Regions from separate parts of the Mus musculus genome. Here region 1 is linked to region 2. Evidence: chromatin contacts called from public HiChIP or PLAC-seq data. All regions are on one chromosome and are shown on one strand. Each heading gives the region's core, a stretch centred on a gene start, on an enhancer-like site or on the middle of the called end of the contact. The rest is flanking DNA. Distances are from core to core; before and after follow the strand shown. Region 1 overlaps Ksr1 (kinase suppressor of ras 1). Region 2 overlaps Ksr1 (kinase suppressor of ras 1).

Evidence for each region. HiChIP or PLAC-seq counts read pairs in DNA pulled down with a chosen protein or histone mark.
Region 1: a contact with region 2 is called in an HNF4G HiChIP or PLAC-seq map of pancreatic cancer cells. The contact joins two enhancer-like sites. A contact is called at or near these places in 7 of 484 Hi-C or Micro-C datasets (the AML12 cell line, bone marrow-derived dendritic cells, hematopoietic progenitor cells and 4 more), 6 of 115 datasets of contacts at active chromatin or transcription factors (the HPC-7 cell line, bone marrow-derived macrophages, embryonic stem cells and 2 more) and 2 of 9 other capture datasets (adipose tissue and liver).

The regions. Positions count from the first base shown.
Region 1 is chr11:79,104,578-79,108,461 of GRCm38.p6, forward strand. All of the region lies in intron 1 of Ksr1 (kinase suppressor of ras 1), which reads right to left. Among named protein-coding and RNA genes, the nearest start is that of Ksr1, 40 kb to the right of the region's middle. Within about 2 kb of position 1,259, at least 8 of the 459 cell types and tissues checked have an H3K27ac peak or open chromatin away from gene starts, as enhancers often do. A contact at or near this core is called in pancreatic cancer cells, where this site is marked.
Region 2 is chr11:79,017,718-79,021,547 of GRCm38.p6, forward strand. Ksr1 (kinase suppressor of ras 1) reads right to left here. Exons shown (of 19, transcript NM_013571.3): 15 at 3,670-3,803; 16 at 2,965-3,096; 17 at 2,638-2,773; 18 at 1,845-1,978. Among named protein-coding and RNA genes, the nearest start is that of Gm11201, 4.0 kb to the right of the region's middle. Within about 2 kb of position 1,799, at least 30 of the 459 cell types and tissues checked have an H3K27ac peak or open chromatin away from gene starts, as enhancers often do. A contact at or near this core is called in pancreatic cancer cells, where this site is marked.

The DNA of each region.
Region 1 (3,884 bases), core at 9-2,508, 86 kb after region 2:
TGCTTGCATACCGTTTATGTGTAGAAGCCAGAGGGTCAGAGGACAGTCTGTGGGAGTCAGCTTTCCTCTATGTGGGACCAGGCTGTCAGGCATGGCTGCTGCCCCCCACCCCCATCTGCTAAGCCACCCGTAGTCCCACACATCCTTTTCAGAGGCTACTCTCTTCTGAAAGAGAAAGCACACGGAAAGCACCAGGGAAACCAGCTATGTGCGTGCAAAACTGCCCCGCTCACCCCTGAGATCTGGAGGCCGTGCTTGTCTGGAGCTGGTAAGATGCTCCAAGTACAATTAGAAACACATTCATTATTTATATCAAAGAAGCAGGAGCAGGTACATCTGATACCAATCCTTTGGTGACACCAATACCTGGCACCTTAGGGAGAACCAGAGAAAGCCGTGAACCTCGTGTGTGTGTGTGTGTGTGTGTGTGTGTGTGTGTGTGTATGTGTGTGTTCAGCACTGAATCCTGTAACTCATTCGGCCGAAGGGTTCCAGCCTCAGACTCACTTTACTGATAAGGCAACTGAGTCACAGAGAGATGAACTAACTTGCTCAAGATCACACAGTCAGGGAGTGGCAGGCTGGGATTCACACTCAGGCAGCCTGGCTCCACGGCTCCCAAGCCCTTTTCACTACACTGTCTGACCGTGGCAATAATGAATGTCTGGGGCCTGCAGCCCAGTGAGTCACCCGCTAAGGCAGAGGCCACCAGCACCTTCCTGGATAATCAATTGCTCTTAGATTAATGAGGGTGGTGGAAGGGGTGGAGGCAGGCCCACAGGTGCCGGGGGAAAGGAACCAGGCTGGGCAGGTGGGCCACTGTTAAGTTTGCAACCAACTCCTCACCATAACCTCTGAGGTGAGAAACTCGGAGATCAGCGTCCCGCAAGCTTCTATACAAAGAGTTAACCCCACGGCAGTGTGCTCTTGGCACAGCCTTGCACACGGCCAGCAGGTACCCTCAGGACGGAGCTGTCCAAGCTGTCCCCAGGCTCTTGTCCCAATCCCCTCCCAAGCAAGAGTGCTTTGAGGACCTGAACTGGGTAGCTAGAATGAATATGTCACTCTTTCCTTCTGATATGTTGGGGACTTTATGGGACAATGACCTTAGGCCTACCATGCATGCTGACCTCAGAAGGAGGCAAGTGGAAACTGTTCCCTGATTGTGCCCTTTTTATAGATGGGAACACTGAGGCTCACAGAAGTGTGAGTCAGGCTGACTTTGTCCGGCTAGGCTGGCTCACGGCCAGGGTAAGCCTGCTCCTGGCACGCAGCAGTCATACCTGAGCCTCTGTGAGAGATGAGCAGAATTAATAGCCCTCAGCACACTGCCTGCACAGCAACACCCCTCCTGAGGTGAGTGCTGCTCAGGGACGGGCATGGTTGTTCAGGCCAAGAAGAACCAGACCTGTACATGGGGTATACCCTACCCACAGTGCTCTTTGAGCCCCTGGCGTTGCTGCAAATCAGAGAAAAGTAAAAGACACCCAGCCCTCTGCTCTTCTCCCTGCTCAGGGCCATCCTATTCAGTGGCTTCTCCTAGGGCCTCTCTCCCCCCAGCTACACCAGGCTGTGGCACTCACATTCCACGCTCAGCACACACAACCCAGACATGCTGTGAGAGACCTCAGGAAGCAAAGACAGACTTCACCTTCAAAACACTCACGTGCAACAACTGCTTTAATGTGACTTACTGAGCAGATTAAGTGTGGCCGGCTGACAGTGGCCTAAACTGCACAGCTGTTGGATCCTGTCTTAGTCAAGATTTCTACTCCTGCACAAACATCATGACCAAGAAACAAGTTGGGGAGGAAAGGGTTTATTCGGCTTACACTTCCATACTGCTGTTCATCACCAAGGAAGTCAGGACTGGAACTCAAGCAGGTCAAGAAGCTGGAGCTGATGCAGAGGCCATGGAAGTATGTTCTTTACTGGCTTGCTTCCCCTGGCTTGCTCAGCCTGCTTTCTTATAGAACCCAAGACTGCAAGCCCAGGGATGGTCCCACCCACAGTGGGTCTTCCCCCCTTGATCACTAATTGAGAAAATGCCCCACAGCTGGATCTCATGGAGGCATTTCCCCAACTGAAGCTCCTTTCTCTGTGATAACTCCAACCTGTGTCAAGTTGACACAAAACTAGTCAGTACAGATCCCAAGAGAAAAGCCCCCGGTGGCTGAGTGAACCATTCTTTTATAAAGCAACCTGCCAGCATCCATGGACTTCCCTTGGGGACTGGCATGGTGTCTTCACTACAGAACGCAATAGAGAAATACTGTGGGCTGGCACTGACACCCACAGCTGGCACAGAGCCAGTTACTCGATCCACATCTCACCTTCACATTTCTGTTCCAGTGGGGGATGTTAGTCAGGATCAGAGAGGCTCTGCAGAGGACAGTCGTCCCCAGGTCTCAGTGGTCTAGACAGAAGTGTAGCTGTCATTCTTGCCTGTGTCCACCGTGGCTTGAGGCTCTTCTCAAATCTTCCCAGTTGGGGCTGATGGAATCCACCAAGGGAAGGGCTGAGGTGAATTACAGGAGCTCTTATAGGGCTCTACCCTGCGGCCCGTGTTTCTTTCTGCTAACAGCTCATTGGCCAAAGAGTCATATGTCTATACCTAAAGCGTGGAAGGCAGAAAAACATGGTCCCACCATGGGCTCACTCAGCGACAGCAGCAAAAGCACACAGTGACGGAACATCTGGGCAGATATTCAGGATACAGCACCAGGTGAAAGGCTGAGGACAACTGCCTATTCTTGTAGCTCTTGCTTGGTTGTGACAGGGTATGTGTATCTAGGTTAGCTTTGAACTTGCAATCCCAGTGAGGATGGTGCAATTCTCCTGTCTCAGCACCCCAAATGTTAGAATTATAGGTGGGAGCCATGGTACCTAGAGTTTCTTACCTGTTAACATTTGGAATATTCCTTGTCACAGGAAGTCTGTCTTGACACTGCAGGGTACTAAGCAATGTCTTTGGCATGTAACCAGCAGCCACCACGCTCCAAATGATAACCAAAACTGCACTGCCCTTTGTCCCCGAGGGAAGCACGAGGTAACGTCTGCATTAGACGGTCAGGGGCAGAATAATCTTTCGAAGAAAGAAAATGATGACATTACCCTTCTCCCACAAGATTCTTGCTCAGATTTGTCTTTACTGATGACTCTGGGGCTCAGATCAGGTAAGGTGACAAACTGCTCAGCACAGGGCTCGTATAGCGTGGATGAATCCGCAACAGGACATTTGTATTAGAATTCTCCTGCTGGCCCCAAGTGCGGAGCAAGAAGAGATGGGGATTTCTATCCTCTGAGAAACCAGCTGGGCCCAAGGCCATCCTTTCTGCTGGGTGGGAATCCAAGGCTGGAATGTTCGAGGAGTTGCCTGGTGTTCCAATGATTAAAGTCAAATCAACATCTGGGTAGCAATTCTGCCAACCAAAGGACGCAGGTCCAGGAATGTGCTGAGGCTCCCACGTGGGCAAGCATGGAAAGACAAACAAGTATCTGCCCAGGGAAGGGCTCACACAAGGCACTCGGCCATCCACGATCCTGCAGTGACCGCTGCGAGGTGGCACGTGACCAGAGACCACCCTCCATCCCAAGCACCCCACTCTCTAACCTCTTCCTGACTGCACATGCTGATGTGCATATGATAACACCACTCTACCTCGGATCCGGAATAAGCAGACCTGCTTTCAGATTCCATCTCTGCCATGTTCTACCTATGTGGCTTTAGCCAAGCACTTGACTTCAACGCTGTCCCCGGCACTTGTCCAGTTTGTACCCACCATTAAGATGGTGGCATGAAAGCAAGAACTTAATTCACACAGGTTTCACCAAACTGGCGTCCCACATGGTCTATGCTAAGAGACATTTTTAGTTGCTGGAAT
Region 2 (3,830 bases), core at 549-3,048:
TGGTTTGCTTTTTGAGACAGGGTCTCTTCTGGCACTCACTGTGTAGACCAGGCTGGCCTCAGACTCAGACTCATAGAGATCCACCTGCCCCTGCCTCCCGAGTGCCGGGATTAAAGGCGTGTGCCCATCCCCGTCCCCAGCTGCCACTGATGATTCTACTTCTGACATTTTACTATGTATCCTAGGCTAGACCCAAACTTAAAATCCCCCTGCCTCGGCCTCCTCAATGCTGGGATGATAGGCGTACACCACCACAGCCGGATCACTGGATTCTCCTCTCCTGAGCTCTAGCCATAGTGGGACTTGGGGGGACCTGCTTGGCTCACTGAGCGCTAAACCCCCCTCGCCCACATGCTAGCTAGCTCCTGTGGTATGGAGAGGGGCCCTCCCTGCTGCACACCGTGCGTTTCTTTAACTCTCTGTGAGAAACACAAGTCTGGTGGCCATTTCAGATGCAAGAGGTCATTATGGATTATGGGAAATCAAAGCAAGAATGTGAGAAGCTGGCATGCAGAGACAGAATGGGAGGGTGGGTAGGACAGCCACACACAGGCAGAAAACGAGAGAATGGCAGAAACACACTATTCCTCCAGAACTGGACAGGAGTTCTTAAAGTCGGGGTGACCATAGCGTCCTTTCCCGTAGTAGCGGCTCCGCCAGCGGCTAGGGGTGCCCGAGACCGTTTCACCAGCAGTTGAAGAGAGCCGTCCAATCCGGTCCAGCCCGGTGGGTGATGGCAGCCAGCAGACAGGTGGAGGAGTCAGGATGGTAGAACAGGGGAGATGACAAGACAGGCCAGTGTATCCGCCACCCCCCCAAAAACGAAAAGTGATGAAGCCGACAGGAAAGAAAACAGAAGTGAGAGTTAGAGACCCCATGTCCGAGGAAGCCACGGAAGCCTGGGAGCTGGTGGCTGTGGCCTGGTGACGGTCCCTACTAGTGGACTCCTCTCCCATCTGTGAGCTGAGACCGTGGGGATGACTGGTTTTCAGAAACAGGAGTCATCTCTGAATGCCAGTGTCCGGTGCTGGCATGGTTTCACAGAGGAGGAAGCCTGTACCCAGAGGGCCTAAGGAAGATCTACAGCAGCAAGCAGCACAGGGCTCAGCCCTGGGGCCTCGTGACCCCTCCCCCACCGCCAATGCCAGCACCTCCCTTGCCCAGCTTCCAGGATTTACCGCCTGATGACTGGCAAAGTTTATGCAACTCTGGATCTTCCCTAACGCCCACTGTGAAAGCCAAGACAAGTGACAGGGACCCAGATCCTGACAAAGGGTTGTGGCTGGAGAGGTGTCTTTGGGAGAGGAAGCCAGAGAGCCAAAGTAGAAACAGAACAGGACAGAATACAGAGGAGATGACAGCAGCCTCTTCTGCTCTGTGTCTCAGGACACAAAGGGCCACTAGGGGGAAAGGCTTCTGACACGGGTGCCACAGAGCTCAGTGGCGTGGCTCACTAGGGGGCGGCAAGCTCCCAGTGCTCAACAGTTCAGTGACTAAGTGGGTGCCAGCCTAAGCAATACTGATGTTGCTTATTGGGGGCTGTTTTGGTACTCACATGGACCTGACCTCTGACCCCTTCTCTCAGGCACAACTCTCCCACCATGGTCTAGCCTGGGCTTGGTGTCAGTGACAGTCTATTACGGTGATGTGTGGATTTTCACAGGTGGAAAGGAGGTGCCCCCCATTACAGGGGGCCTCCAGCATCAACTGGGGAGGTGAGAATCCTTCAGCTCCTACACCGTGGAAGCCTTGGATTGTGGTCTGATGCATGTCCAGCAGAGGGCGCCCTCAGACACTCTAGACAGAGGCGCTCAGGATGGTTCACAGAAGGAGGGAGTACTTACTCAGCCGACTTCCAAAAGTGCCCAGGGTGGGAGAGCCGCCGGTTCAGCTTGGGCAGCCTCTCCAGCATGTCCATCAGCAGGCTGAAGCTGGGTCTCTCCTGCAGATCGAAAGCCCAGCAGGCAGACAGGATCTCCTGTAAAGAAGCACTGGGGTTGGTGGTGTGTGGGCATCTGGGTAGTGAAGCACAAGGACAGAGCATTTCCCGAGGAGCCCCAAGAAGCACTCAAGTGCCCCGCGCATCTGTGGAGTCAGAATCAGGTGATCCTCCAACCTTCCAGGTCAAAGAGGACTTGTCTGCTTTCCTTCCCCCTCGACTTGTCAGCGACCAAGTCAAACAGAATGGAAAATGGGAGAGGTCAGAATGAAAGCGGACGGCCTTTCAAGATGGAAGGTACATCCTATGAACATGAAAACATCTGAAGGTAAATGCAGGGTTCTTGGAAAGCATAGAGAACGGCCCTGCCACTAGGGGGCGCCTCAGCGTTCCAGAGCAGAGACTGGACAGGCAGGACTAAATACAGGAGCAGCCGCTGAGAACCCTCAGAACAGCTGCCATGACAGAAGGAAGGCTTTCTTCTCAGGGTCCACTCAGCCCCACAGCACCCTCTGTAGTCCTGACATCCAGGGGTGTGGCCTGCACACGTTGCCAACACAAGGCACACACCCCTGACACTTTTGTTCTCCATATAACGGTATTAGGTATTAATGGTCCCTGTGCCTGTACCACTACGAAAGCCTTCTCAGTCATGTCACATGCCCAGCCCACACTTGTCCTTCTGTCCCTCTACTCACGCCGACTTCCTTCCCCAGGCTGACGGATGCCAGGACGCGCCGTACTCCTTCCCCACTTCCAATCTGCCAGATCAAGGCCTCAGCAGGCTGGTGCTTAAAGGGCCAGTCTCTTGCCTGTAGTTCATACCACACAGTCCTGTGGAGACACACCACAGTGTGAGCTACTAGAGCTCCACAATGGCTGGCCCACGCTAGATGCCAGAGACCAGAGGTCAAAGGCAGTCACTCTGCCCAGCTAGCACAGCCATGACTTTCCAAGGCACACCTCCCCCCCGCCCCCACCAGGGCCTTCTCATTTGCACTTGGGGGGGCCAGTGGTCGACTCACCCGAATGCATAGACATCGGCTGCTTTGGAGAAGGGCAGCTGGTCCTCGTCCCGCCCCGGGATCATTTCTCGTACGATCTCGGGGGCCAGGTAGCACAGCCAGTCATGTGACAGTTTCAGTTGGTTCTCGCGCCTGGAGGTCAGGACAAGAACGACACCTCAGTGGGGGAGCGGGTGGCCTGACTACACACATCTGTACTCACAAGTGGTACACAGAAAGCCAAGAGAGGAGCAGGAGATCTTGCCTTTGAATAGGATGGGCGCGTCTAGGGAGGGAGGCCACAGTTGGGAATGGCGGGGAGCCGTCAGTGACAGGGTCTGAGTCCCCGTGCTGGGAGAGCAGCTGGTTTGTCTAGGTCTCGGATGACTGCAGATATCAAACCTGCATGCTACTGGCCTGCCACTCTTCCTTAGGCTCCCATTCTTAGGGCTTTTTTTTGCCACCCCAACCCTTTACAACCACAGGAACTAAACCCCAATGTTCTGTCTCATGAGGGGCGACCAGCCTGGTCCCTCAGCCTGCATGGTACCCACCTGGAAGCTGAGTACCATGAGGGACCTAAATATCACCCACACCCAACACTGGCCTGAAAGCGCATGGGCTGAACCACAGACCGAGGTGACCTAGCCTGTGTGGCAAGGCTCTCTCCAGCAACACAGCTGTGGGCACTTCACACTTACACAGTGCCCCGGCTTCCCAACTCACCGTTCCTCTCGGACCACACCCGAGATCCCAAACAGCCCGAAGTCTGTGATGACCACTTTGCCGTTGTCATAGAAGACATTCTTGGACTTGAGGTCCTTGTGCACGATGCCTTTTGCATGAAGATAACCCATGCCCTGGAAGACAGACAACCTAGCGTTAGT